Regions from separate parts of the Mus musculus genome. Here region 1 is linked to region 2. The links are chromatin contacts, called in public promoter capture Hi-C maps. All regions are on one chromosome and are shown on one strand. Each heading gives the region's core, a stretch centred on a gene start, on an enhancer-like site or on the middle of the called end of the contact. The rest is flanking DNA. Distances are from core to core; before and after follow the strand shown. Region 1 holds the start of Septin3 (septin 3). Region 2 holds the start of Shisa8 (shisa family member 8).

Evidence for each region. Capture Hi-C pulls out chosen DNA fragments and counts their contacts.
Region 1: a contact with region 2 is called in a promoter capture Hi-C map of adipose tissue. The contact joins the promoter of Septin3 here to the promoter of Shisa8 in region 2. A contact is called at or near these places in 1 of 39 promoter capture datasets (the SN4741 cell line), 2 of 484 Hi-C or Micro-C datasets (embryonic stem cells and pre-B cells), 2 of 115 datasets of contacts at active chromatin or transcription factors (embryonic stem cells and pancreatic cancer cells) and 3 of 9 other capture datasets (adipose tissue, liver and pancreatic islet).

Annotation. Positions count from the first base shown.
Region 1 is chr15:82,266,327-82,272,589 of GRCm38.p6, forward strand. It overlaps Septin3 (septin 3), which reads left to right and starts at 2,476. Exons shown (of 12, transcript NM_001368785.1): 1 at 2,476-2,741; 2 at 5,107-6,263. The coding sequence starts at 5,126. It overlaps Gm52180 (a long non-coding RNA gene), which reads right to left. Exons shown (of 3, transcript XR_003951511.1): 2 at 6,018-6,263.
Region 2 is chr15:82,209,227-82,215,168 of GRCm38.p6, forward strand. It overlaps Shisa8 (shisa family member 8), which reads right to left and starts at 3,589. Exons shown (of 4, transcript NM_001207021.1): 1 at 2,663-3,589. The coding sequence starts at 3,186.

The DNA.
Region 1 (6,263 bases), core at 1,226-3,725, 56 kb after region 2:
AAGCCTACCCCTATTATAGAACAATGTGGGGCCCAGAAAGACAAAGAGATGTTCCAATTCACGTGGCTGCAGAACACACAAGTTTGAGAGGTATCATAGCACGCACTCTTTGTCAGGGGGGCCACCGTAAAGATTGGAGTGAAGGTGTCTGTTTTTGGAGGACCCTTGAAAGCGTCTCAGTGTTTGGTGGGAAAATGCACAGGTGCACAGTACCATTTCTGGCCACTAGAGGGCAGCTGGACCCAAGTTTGTAATTGAGGTGGGGCTGCGGCAACCAACTCTGCTAAGCCCCACGTTTGGAAACTGTGGGTGGCCACCAGAAAATAAATGTGGGAGTGGAGAAAACTGGGCAACAGCAAAAGCTTTCTTTTTCTTTTCTTTTCTTTCTTGATAGTGTTTCTGTGTATAGCCCTGGCTGTCCTGGAACTCACTTTGTAGACCAGGCTGGCCTCGAACTCAGAAATCCGGCTGTCTCTGCCTCCCGAGCGCTGGGATTAAAGGCGTGCGCCACCACCGCCCAGCAGCAAAAGGTTTCTGAATGCACAACAACCCTGAATCATCGAACTCAAAATGAATCTGGGCTGTTTCTGCCAACTCTTGTGTGTTAGTATTGAACGTTCGATGTGCACACTTTGACCGACGCATGCCATACACTGCCGAGGAATACCACCTAAAAGCTCACAGACGCTATGGTACATTGTAAATTGCAATGTCTTTGCTGCTAATGTAGAAACATGATGGAAAACGAAGTCAGCATTTTCCTCCAGTTGCTCCTTATTGGCTAAGTAGAAACTTAGCTCAGTCCATGGCTGTGCATAAACCAGGTGTGGCAGAGCCCGCCCGTAATCGCAGCCACCATCACTGGAGGCCCGAGGACACCAGTTCAAGGTCATTTTTGGAAGTTTAGGGCCAACTTGGTATATGTAAGACCCCATCTAAAACAAAAACATCTGCTTCAGCTGCTGTCTGGAGTTTCAGAAGAAGACTAAGGGAGATCTGACTTGGGAGTAGGGTAACACATTTCTAACAATTTCTGAATACAGGCCATTTGCTATTATTTTAATTTATGCAAAATGGCAGTCTGAGCATTGCCAATGATACAATCAAAATATCCATCAGTTCTAGGAAAAAACCCACTGAAACAGCTAAGATTTAGTTTCATAAAAACAAACGAACATCTCTACCTCATTAATATGCAAATTTGCCTTTGTCTTTAACAAATGGTAAACTTTTACGTGTACCAAAGAATTATTTTAAAATAAATTTCTTTTTTTCAAATTAATGTTATCTATTTGGTGTTATTCTGTTTTGTTGTTTCTGTGGCTCTGGGGACTGAACTCAGAGTTTTATGCACGTCAGCCGGGAGCTCTGTCACTATACCAATCCCCAGGCAAAATGGATCAATTCCTTTGAATTATTCTCAGTAAGTACTCGATGTATAGGACTGTATTCTATACCTATATACATGACGCTGAGTACAAATGTCTCGGCTACAGCGGCTGCAGATAGAAAAAATGACAAGAGGTTTGCTCAGAGATGGTCAGTCAACCCTGGAGGGAAAGGAGGCAGACCAGCAGGCGAAAGACAGAGATGGATGGGACGCGGGTCTTGCTCTGAAAGGAGGGAGGCGGGGTGGATTCTAGATCTTCAGGCTGGAAGAAATCACTTCAGGGCATCTAATCTCTAACTGAGAAGACAGCTGAGAACTAGGAGGGTTTTGTTATTGTTGTTAGGTTTGGTTTTTTTGTTTGCTTGTTTTTTTCCGGGACAGGATTTCTGTGTAAAGCCCTGGCTGTTCTGGAACTTACTGATACCGGCCTCTACCTCCTAGTGCTGGGATTAAAAGTGTGTGCCACCACCTCCTGGCCTATTGGACAGGAGTCTTATAATGAGTGGTCAGGCAAGGAGAACCCAGGGCCCCTGACTTCAGCCCCACCCAGCTGCTTGATCTCCAGGAGGTAATAAGGCAGTGTAGGCCCTACAGAGCCGGCTCCCCAGGGTGTCCAGGCTGATTTTGCCACCTCTTTCTTTTCTCAGGGCCTCAAAACATGTAGGGAGGGGAAAGAACTCAGACAGCGCCCCTCCCCCTCCACTGTGATTGCTTGCAGGTTGCCTGGTAACCAGGGCATAGCCAGCTATGGCAACCTAAGGCTCAGAGGGATGAGAATGGGATGAGAAGAGAAGAGGATCCTGGGCCCACACGTTCATCATTCAGTCACTGTGAGAAACATGCTGAGTGATTCTTGTTAGGCCCTGGGACCCAGAGAAGGATAAGATCTGCGTCTTTCAGGACTTTGCTGTCCAATATGGTAGATGGACATTCAAATGAAATAAAATTGAAAAAAAAAATCCAGGTCCTTGGTCATCATAGAATAGTGGTAAGTGCTCGGGAGCCGCCTGTGGCTGGTGGCTATTTTATTGGACAGTGGACACATAGAACATTTCCATTATCACAGAAAGTTCTATTGGCCGGCCAGAAGCTCACTCGCCAAGGCGAGCAGCTCACAGGAAAGCAGGCCAGAGCCCCCAGTGTTGTGGGGTATGGCAGAAAGGAAGTGGCAAGATGATGGGTCGAGGACATGCCAAGAGAACGTTGGGCTTGGCTCCTGGCTCAGAGTGAGTGTTTAGGGCACGTCTGTGGCCTGCACTCTGTGGCTGAGATGCTGTGCCCATCTGCTTACGGGCCTGGCTTTGGCAGAAGACTCTGAGTTTCTCCAGCCTGGCTCAGTCCCTGGCACAGAGTAAGTACCCAGCCAATGGCGTCTCTTCCCACCACGGTCCTTCTCATACTATCATGTGACAGAGCAGCCTGGTGCTGGGGAACCCAGGAAAAGGTTCTTAGCCCAGTGGCCACAGGCTGCTGAGGATCTGCCTCACCAGAGACAGCTGGGGTAGGTCTGTGGATTTCTTTGAGGTCTGGCCCGGGGCTGGCTAGCTTCATACCCCGAGTCTTACTTAGCAGAGGATCTGTCTGAAGCAGGATGGGTCTCAGAGAATGGATTTGAAGGGTACAGTTGTATACACAGAAATCCCAACATGAAGCACAACCGCAGGAGCATGGACACAGATGGCCCTGGGGTCAGCAAAGTCTTAGGTGGTTGCAGAGGGAAAGTGGGAGGGCATGAGACAAACAGGGACATCACCGTTGGAGTAGCTCAGTTCTCTCTTACTGGTGACACTTCTCAAGGGTCCAGTCTTGGAGACAAGGACACATGGGTTATGTGCCATCCCCTCCCTAGGTGGCTCTGCGCGTATAGGGCAGCTCAGCTGGCTGACGCCCATAGCTCTGTAGGATTCCAGAGACTCAGAGCAGCCATTCACTGCCACCCACTCTCAAGAGGCCAGAGCCTCCCTGCCCGGAGCCCAGTCCAGCGAGAGGGACAGGTCAGGGGAGAACTGGGCCCTCAGCTAGTGGACTATGATCAGGAGGCTTAGTGAAAGCTCAAGAGAGGACCCAGAGAAGAGAGGTCTCTGAGCCCGGCCACATGGCTAGCCTCTGGGTGCAGAGGAGTGGGTGGGGTCTGCAAGAGGTCAGCTTCCTTGACTGAAAACCACCGGCTTCTTTTCTGTCTTCTGATCCAGGTAGGTGTGCCTGCCTGTTTGTGTGTGTGTGTGTGTGTGTGTGTGTGTGTGGGTATGTGGGGAGGGTAGAACCAAGGTGTTCACAGGACACGGGGCTCACTGAGGAGGCAAGGATCTAGTGACACAAGAACAAGGTGACCTCAGGAGTTCTGGTCCTTGGGTCTGTGGCTAAGCGAAGGGTGAACACGGTGTGCCCAGGTGCATGTGGTGGGAACAGTGGGCAAGAGAGGTCAGGGCGGCAGGGATATGCCTAATGGAGAAGAGGCAGAGAGGCTGGACAGTTGAGAGAAATACATGGCCAGAGATGATAGGCTAAAGCCATCCCTTAAGGCAGAACAAGAGCCCCCTTGCATCCTGCTTCTCCTGTTCCAAACTTCAGAGAGACGGATGCGATACCACTCTCTACTGGCAGCCCTCACCTCCCCCGCCTCTCCCCTGCCCTCCCCCCCCCCCCCCCGGCCAGTCTTGGCCTGTGGTGTTGAAAGTAATGGAGATAACTTTGTCCCAGAGGCAGCACCAGTCAGCCCCCTGGGGACCCTGGAGACCACCTTGGGGAGTATGGTTCGACTACCTGTCAACCTGTCACCTGTCAACACTGGATCATCGAGCTGGGGACCCCCTTTTCTCTCAACTCCCTGCCCCCAGGCAGCCTTTTCCAACCTCATCCCTGACCCACTGCCCAGACCTCAGAGTCCTTCAGTCACGCCCCACGGATCCAGTACTCTCAGATCCGTTCCCAACATTTCCCCTTTCAAGCTGTCTTTGAAATGGTTGTTCCTAAGAGCAGCGAGCATCAAGTTATCTTGCAGGACCCGAACAGCTTTGCAGCCTCTCCTGGACCCTGTTCACCTTCAGCCTTATCTCTACTCTGCCAAGCAGAGCCTGGAAGTCCTGTGCTGGGGCTTTCAAAAGGAGGCTCTCCCTTCTCATCTGTGGGCTGTCCTTAGGAGCTGCCTGATGCCAGGCACAGTTTCCTTCAGCTGACATCCACCCTATTCAGGCTTCCCCCAAATGTCTCTCACCAGCAATACTCCAGCTCAGGGGCTCTTTCCTAGTGGGGTGCAGGGACTCCCGGTTCAGACTCTGTTCTCAGGCCACCTGGACATCCCACAGTCTCTGACCCAGATACCTGGACTCTTGTTTTCATTGCTATGGTGGTTTCTGCAAGAGACAGGCAAGATTGCCTTCCTCCAGAGTCCTTGAATTCATATGTAACCTCCACAGAGCTGTCCAGGGAGAGCATCCACCCTCCGGAACCAGGGAAAAGAGACAGCTAAACTCCATGCTGGGTTCTCTGATGTCAGGGGCAAGTTGTTTGATGGCAGTGCCTATAATGTGGCTGCAGACTGGGCAGCTGTATGAGGTGTGTGTCAATCTGCAGCAGGTGGAAGCTGTTGGGCCATAGGAAAACACAAACTCCCCTAAGGCCCTCACGCTAGGTTCCCTCAGGCTGGCAGCGCCACCTGCTGGTTGAGAGCTGAGACTTTGTCCTTGTCCCTCCCTCCTCCCTTGTGATTGCCTTAGGGAAAGCTGGACAGCCTGGATGAACCACGCCTTCGCACCTGCTCCTCCGGAGATGCAGCCACACAGGGCTCCAGGCCCCAGAACATCTTTCTCTCACAGCCACATGCTGGGGCACCACACCCACCAAAAGCTCACTGCAGATGTGTCCCCCCTCATCCCTGTCATCAAGAAGACTGGGCGTTTGGATGCCTTCCCCCAAAGCAGTGTCCTAGAGAATTCCAAACAGCCAAGCATTAGATCCAGGGCCTGTAGTATGTCCCAACAGGGCACTGCCACGGGGTCCCTGAGTTCCATGCCTCCCAATAGCTTTATGCCCAGGAAACTCAGCTCTATTTCCTTAACAATACACCAGAATGTCCAAACGCGGCCCTTAGATGCCTCACTTTCTCATTGGGAAGAATTGCCCAGTTTGCACAAGGAGGCTGTCACCCACAGAGAAGGGAGGCTGTCTGCTTCAAGTTTGCCACTCATGGCTCATGTGCCACAGGTCAGGACCTCCTCTGAAGGCCATGGGAACCCAGAACTTACCAAAGCCAGCAGAACACCCACAGGGAATAAACCTCTGGTGTCTTCATGCCTGACTTTACCTTTCCAAGCTCAGTTCATTCAGAGTTCGTCAAGCCTCCCGGGGCCAGGTCCCATGGGACAAGTCCCTTCCAGAGCCTCTCCAGGAAGAGGCAAGTGCAGGCCCAGGGGTATTCCCAGATCCCGAGCATACCTCCAAAGGGCTACCTCGGCTGCAAATGTGTCTGTTGTGAGCACAAAACTAGATAAAGCCAGACATATAGGCACAGTGGCTCTCCACAGACCGGAATTGGCTATCAATATGCCTACACTAAACCAGTCCAGACTGGTCAGAAGCGCAGAGCTTCCTGTTCTGGATGCCAGGATGGACCTGGCCACCAACTTACCTGTAGTATCCAAGTCAGGAAAAGTGACAGACTCAATTGCAGCAGGCACAGCCAGGGATTTAGCTAGAGCAGTGACAACCAAGTCAGGCCAGGTTCCGAATTTGGTAACTGCAGCATCAGACAAGCAGGAAAGTGTCAAGCTTTTGACCACGGGGAACTCAAACGTGGCTTTGCCAACATCGGATGAGGCCAAGCAGGGCATAACCAGGTTGGACACAGTCAAAGCTTTGGCCAGAGCCACCGTAG
Region 2 (5,942 bases), core at 2,339-4,838:
GCCTCGAACTCAGAAATCCGCCTGCCTCTGCCTCCCGAGTGCTGGGATTAAAGGTGTGCGCCACCACTGCCCGGCGCTGCTAGTATTCTTAACCGCTATGTCCTCTCTCCAGTTCCCAGTGGTCTCGCTTTGTATCTCTGGATAGTTCTTTCAACCTCTCAGTCCTCCCTTCTGTTCTTTCTAGTGACCTCAGATAGCTCAGTCCTCCTACCAGGCATGGCCTGCCTCACTTACGGCCCAAGATGGCCATCTCCCAAAGCAGGTCAGGAAACTAATGAGGTCATACGTAACTAGGGCCACCTCCTGTTCCTGAGGCTCCTTCCTGGAGTTCACTCTCCAAGACCCTCCCCATTGAGCCTCCTGTCCCAGCTCCTCCTCCTCCCCTTCCTCCTCCTCCACGTCCTCCCCTTCCTCCTCCTCTTTGTCCTCCTCGTCCTCCTCCTCCTCCTCTTTTTCCTCCTCTTCCTTATCCCATCTTCTTATTCTTCAAATGCTGCTGGAGTCCCTCCTCCAAGATCTCCCTTACCTATACTCCCGCTGTGTGGGCTTCTGCCAGGCCTGGGGCCTCGCTGGCATACGGACAAAGAAGGCAGACAACAAGGAAAAGAGGGGAGCCATGGAGATCCCTCTGTGGCAGCCCAACACCCAAAGGCTGTATGACCTTGGGCAGCTGCCTCCCTGGGTATCCAGAATACCCAGCCCCCACCAGCTGTGACAGTGTCTGACTGAGCCATCCCCGTAGATAACCCAGCCTTCAGCCCAGCTGCCTGCAGAACCCAGAACCCATGATTTTCTCCCACTCGGCCTGACCCTCCTTCTGGGGCTGAGTTACGGCTGATTAACGAAGAGGCACACTGAAAGACACCTGAGGTGGCCAAGGATCAGCTGCAAGGTGTCTGCAGGCTGCCTAAGATGACCTCGCCTTTCCCACTCCTCAGCCGCTCGTGCCAATTATCCCACCACTGGGCTAGCACTGATAAGTCAGTTCTGTGTAGGAAAGGAAGGAGCCTCGAGCCTCTGGGCCTTTGCACGGATTCTCCAAGGCCCGACTCCAGTCCGCTCCAACCCCTCTAGCCATCCTTCCCTAGCTGTCAGAATCAGCATGGCTGAATGAGAGAGAAACGTGGGCAGGGGATTCAGAACACACTGCCCAGGAGCCCAGAGAAGAGAGTCAAAGCACATGGTTGTGAGCACACAACCAAACCTGGGCTTGCAGGTGGAGCTTTGCAGATGAACAAGTCAGCTATAGACTGGCCCAGCCACCCCTATACTACAGTGGGTCTCTGGCTCCCACTATCTCTCTGGCCTCCCCACTGTCCACCTTTGTCCTGGAAGAGAGATTCCCACATTCAGAGGCTGAGTTTCTGCCCCTGCAGCATTCAGAAGCCCCTGCTAATTCCCGCTGCAATCCAGTGGCTTCAAAGAAACACAAAGTGCCTGGTGGTGGGATAGGTGGTGGGATAATTGGCACAAGCGGCTGAGGAGTGGGAAAGGCGAGGTCATCTTAGGCAACCTGCAGACGCCTTGCAGCTGATCCTTGGCCACCTCAGGTGTCTTTCAGTGTGCCTCTTCGTTAATCAGCCATAACTCAGCCCCACCAGGAGGGTCAGGCCAAGTGGGAGAAAATCATGGGTCCTGGGTACTGCAGGCAGCTGGGCTGACGGCTGGGTTGTCTATGGGGACAGCTCATCACCCTCTCTGCCCTCCAGGTGTCTGGAAGGGATGGGCTAAGTGGTCTGGGGGCAACTACTCTCATGATCTGCCCCTGTGCACATCTGGTCCACCACATGTGTATGGTGGGGGAGGGGGAGAAGGGGCAGCTCTTTATTATAACTCCCACTTGCTGCCTGTTGCATGTGGTGCCAACAGTCTACATGCCCAGTGGGGCTGGGACCTGGGTGGAAAGGAAGGGAGAGCACAAACAGGGCAGGGGATTTGCTGGGGGGCCTAAGTGGAAGAGATCCAGCCATGGTCAGGACAGAATTTCAGCTCCCAGCGTTCCCATTCGGCTGACAAGTCAAAATAAACTCAAAACTTAGCCAGCATCTGGCAGGTCTCTAAAACACAGGTCTACATCCCTCCACACTCCCATTCTGAGCAGCTGGAAAGCCAGACCTTTGCGGGGGGGGGGGGAACCTTTGCGGGGGGGCGGGGTTTTACTGGGGAGGGGATGCTTCTGAAATTCCAAGGAATGAAGGTCAGGTTTGAGTCACACTGGGTTGGGGAAATGGATGGAGGTGGGAGGAGGGCGGGAGAGGGAGATGCAGCAAGGGAACCCGGCAAGCATCCTCTCCCTTCGCTAAGCCCACGACCACCTTAAAACTGCCCCAGTCCAGTGGCTTTCCTGACCATCGTCCGTGCCTCATTCCTTGGACAGCGACTTTTTGTCTTCCGCAGAGGAGGTTAGAGCCACAAGGAGGATCCAGAGCCCAGTACAGGCAGGGAAGGTCAAGGGGAGAGAGAGCTATCAGGTATCTATCTCCCTCTGTGAAGCAGAGACGGGGGAGAGAGGTCCAAAAGAACAAAACAAAACAAAAAGAGAAAGGGACTGCGGAGAGGCCAAAGATTTAGAGGGTCCAGAAGGATGCAGTTGCAGTGAAATTTGGAGCCAGCTAGGGACAGTGAAGACAGGACGGGCGGGCAGGCAAGCGGGCGCACTCACCTGGTCACCGTGCGCCGAGCGCGGGGGCTGTGCGCTCTCTCCAGGCCCAGGCGCGCCCCGATGCCGACCAGCACGAGTAGAGCGGCGACACCGCACACCGCGTAGACCGCAGTGTGGCTGCGCTCCCGGGCCGGGTCGCGCGGGGCGGCGGTGTCACGGGCGCGGGCGGGCGGCCGGCCAGTCTGCACCCAGGCCGGTGTGTCGTAGTTGGAGCAGCGGCTCTGGTCCAGGCGGCGCGGGCCGTCGTGGCAACAGAAGCGGTAGCCGCACGTGCCGCAGCAGAAGCTGTAGACGCCCGAGCTGCAGTTGAAGGGCGGGTCCCACTGGCCCATCACGTCGTAATAGCCGCGGCAGCGGTCGCCTCCCGCCGGTGCCACGGTACCGGACCCTGCGATCTCCTGCTCCTCGGGAGCCCCCGCGCGGCCCGACGGCGACCCTGCCAGCAGCAGCGCCAGTCGGAGTGCGAGCGGGAGCCCATGCGAGCGCCGGCCACAGCGCTGTCCCCGCGCCCCAGCGCGCTCCATGCAGCCCGCTCCTTCTGCTATTGCGCCCGGCGCATGGCTCGGCGCGTGGCCGCTCTGCCAGGCTCCCCCAGCCCTCCGGGACCGGTCGCTCGGTCGCCCAGCTGCCCGCGCAGTCTCCCCGCCGACGCCTCCTGGTGCGTCTGCGGTTCCAGACACAAGTGAGCTCGGTGTAGAGTACGCGGGGCTGGATCTCCGGTGGGCGCGTTTTCCTCCGGGGCTCACCTCGGACTGCGCACGGTGGAGGCGGGCGGCGAGTGCTCGCCTGCACAGTCCCCAGCTCCCTCTGACCCGGGAGGGCGTGCGGGGCCTGGGTCTTTTGGAGACTGCGCCGGGCGGCGGGTCGCCGGACACCTCTGTCTTCCCGCCGCCCGCTCCGCGGTGCCCGCGCTCTGGCTCCGGCTCCGGCTCCGGCGCGGGCTCGGCGCGGGCTCGGGCGGGCGGGAGGGAGCGAGGGGAGGAGGGCGGGAGGGAGGCAGAACCGGGGGAGGAGCGCGGCCGCTGCGCCGGGAGGGAGGGGTTCTGTAAGGTCAGTGCAGCAAGCGCGCCCGACCAGGGACCCTCTCCAAGACCTCCCTCAAACTGTTGTCGGAATTGGGCCCTCGAGGGGGCTCAGCTTAAGATCTGGGGATTCGGATCTTGGCAACCTTGGATGAGCGATTCCCTGCTTTTTTAAGTAAGGGGACAGAGGCATAGAGATCAAAGCAGCCTGGAATTCACTGGGAAGGGACTCACAAACACACACACACACACACACACACACACACACACACACACACACACACGCCCCAATGTTCCATTCCTGTGTCTGGTCCTGACATGAATGAGGAAGGCACAATAAGGACCCCCAACACAAAAATGGCAGAATCAAGCTTTGATCAACCCCTCTCTGGTCTGCCCCAGAGCATGTGCCCTGATTCTAAAACCTGGACATTTGGCTGGGGTCCTAGGATGTCCCAGTTCTGGAAACAGTCTGGCCAGAGCCCTCAAGTGGTCGGCTCCCCTCCGCGGCCTCTGCTATAGAAGGCTGAGCAGGTCCTGGGGACCAGGCCAGTTGTACTCCCCTGTCTGTCCTCAACTCTCACTCCCTGGGACTCCCAGGTCCTTTCACAAGCTTAGGGAAAGAATGAGGAGGCATGGCTCAATGCCCCATTCCACCACTCCCCCGCTGAGCTGCTAAGGAGAATATGACCCTGATGCCAGTCATTGCCTCTCCCTGCCTCAGTTGCTATGGTTAAGGTCAAAAGGTCTTCTTGGAGCCAGGCAGTGGTGGCACTCACCTTTAATCCCAGCACTTGGGAGGCAGAGGCAGATGGATTTCTGAGTTCGAGGCCAGCCTGGTCTACAAAGTGAGTTCCAGGACAGCCAAGGCTATACAGAGAAACCCTGTCTCGAGAAAAAAAAAAAAAACAAAAAAACAAAAAAAAAAAAAAAACCAACAACAACAAAAAGGTCTTCTTGGTGCCAGCAATGGCATAGCAGTACTGAAGGCTTGCGGAGAGGTTGAAGAAGGAGGACCACTTGGGCTCACAACTTTGACCAGCCAGGGCAATGTGCTGAGACCCTGTCTCAAAAAGCAAACAGAACAAAATAGTGTCCTTTCACACACTAAGGACAAAGCAGGGGGATTCCTTGAGGCAAAATTAATCTAAATCAGAGGTCCTCAACCTTCCTGATGCTGCAACCCTGTGACATAGTTCCTCATGGTGACCCCCACCATAAAATTGTTTAATTGCTCCTTTATAACTGTAATCTTGCTACTGTCATGAATCGTAGTGTAAATATCTGATATGTAGGATATTCGACACCCAACCCCTAGGTTGAGAACCACAGGTCTACACGGTGAGTTCCAGGCTAGCCCAGTCTTTATTGGAAAATTCTGTTTCAAGAAAAGAAAGAACACCTTTAATCCCAGCACTTGGGAGGCAGAGGCAGGCAGATTTCTGAGTTCGAGGCCAGCCTGGTCTACAGTGTGAGTTCCAGGACAGCCAGGGCTACACAGAGAAACCCTGTCTTGGAAAAAAAAACAAAAAACAAAAAAAGAAGAAAAAGAAAAAGAAAAAAAGAAAAAGAAAGGAATGAAGGGAAGGGAAGGGAAGGGAAGGGAAGGGAAGGGAAGGGAAGGGAAGGGAAGGGAAGGGAAGGGAAGGGAAGGGAAGGGAAGGAAGAAGAAGAAGGGAAGGAAAGCTGGCAATTTGGTTCTGGTCGTGCATACCTGTAGACTTGAGGATTAGGAGTTCAAGACCAGCTCGAACCACATGAGATGTTCTCTCAAAAAACAAAACAAAGACAACCCACCCCCCAAAAACCAGTGAAATAAATCAAGACCTTTCTCTGAAGGACAGATTCATAATCCATTCCTTCCAGGAGGTAGAGATTACCTCTCACTATCCAGATGGGGACACCAGGAGGGCAAGGGCTAGGGTTCCAGTCGAGCCCTCTGTCCCCAGCTCAGCTCAGGTGCCTGTCAATACCTGCTGAATGGAACCGTGAAATGATACTTCTAACTCCTGTTTGATGGGGAATTTAGCTGTTCTAGGGCCCTTTCTTCTCCTTCCCACCTCTCCTCCTCTGGAGCCTGGAATCAGCTTAGGAACGGGGAGGGTATGAGAGAGGGAGAGAAAGGATCTGCATCTTAAGGAGGATCAAGTCCTGTTGTGTGAGATGAGGAGCTGACAGGAATGTCAGGTATTAGTGTGTTAAGGCTGGGAGGAGGGTAACTACCCCCACCCAGGCTGTCTCCGTTCACCCTGGCGAAA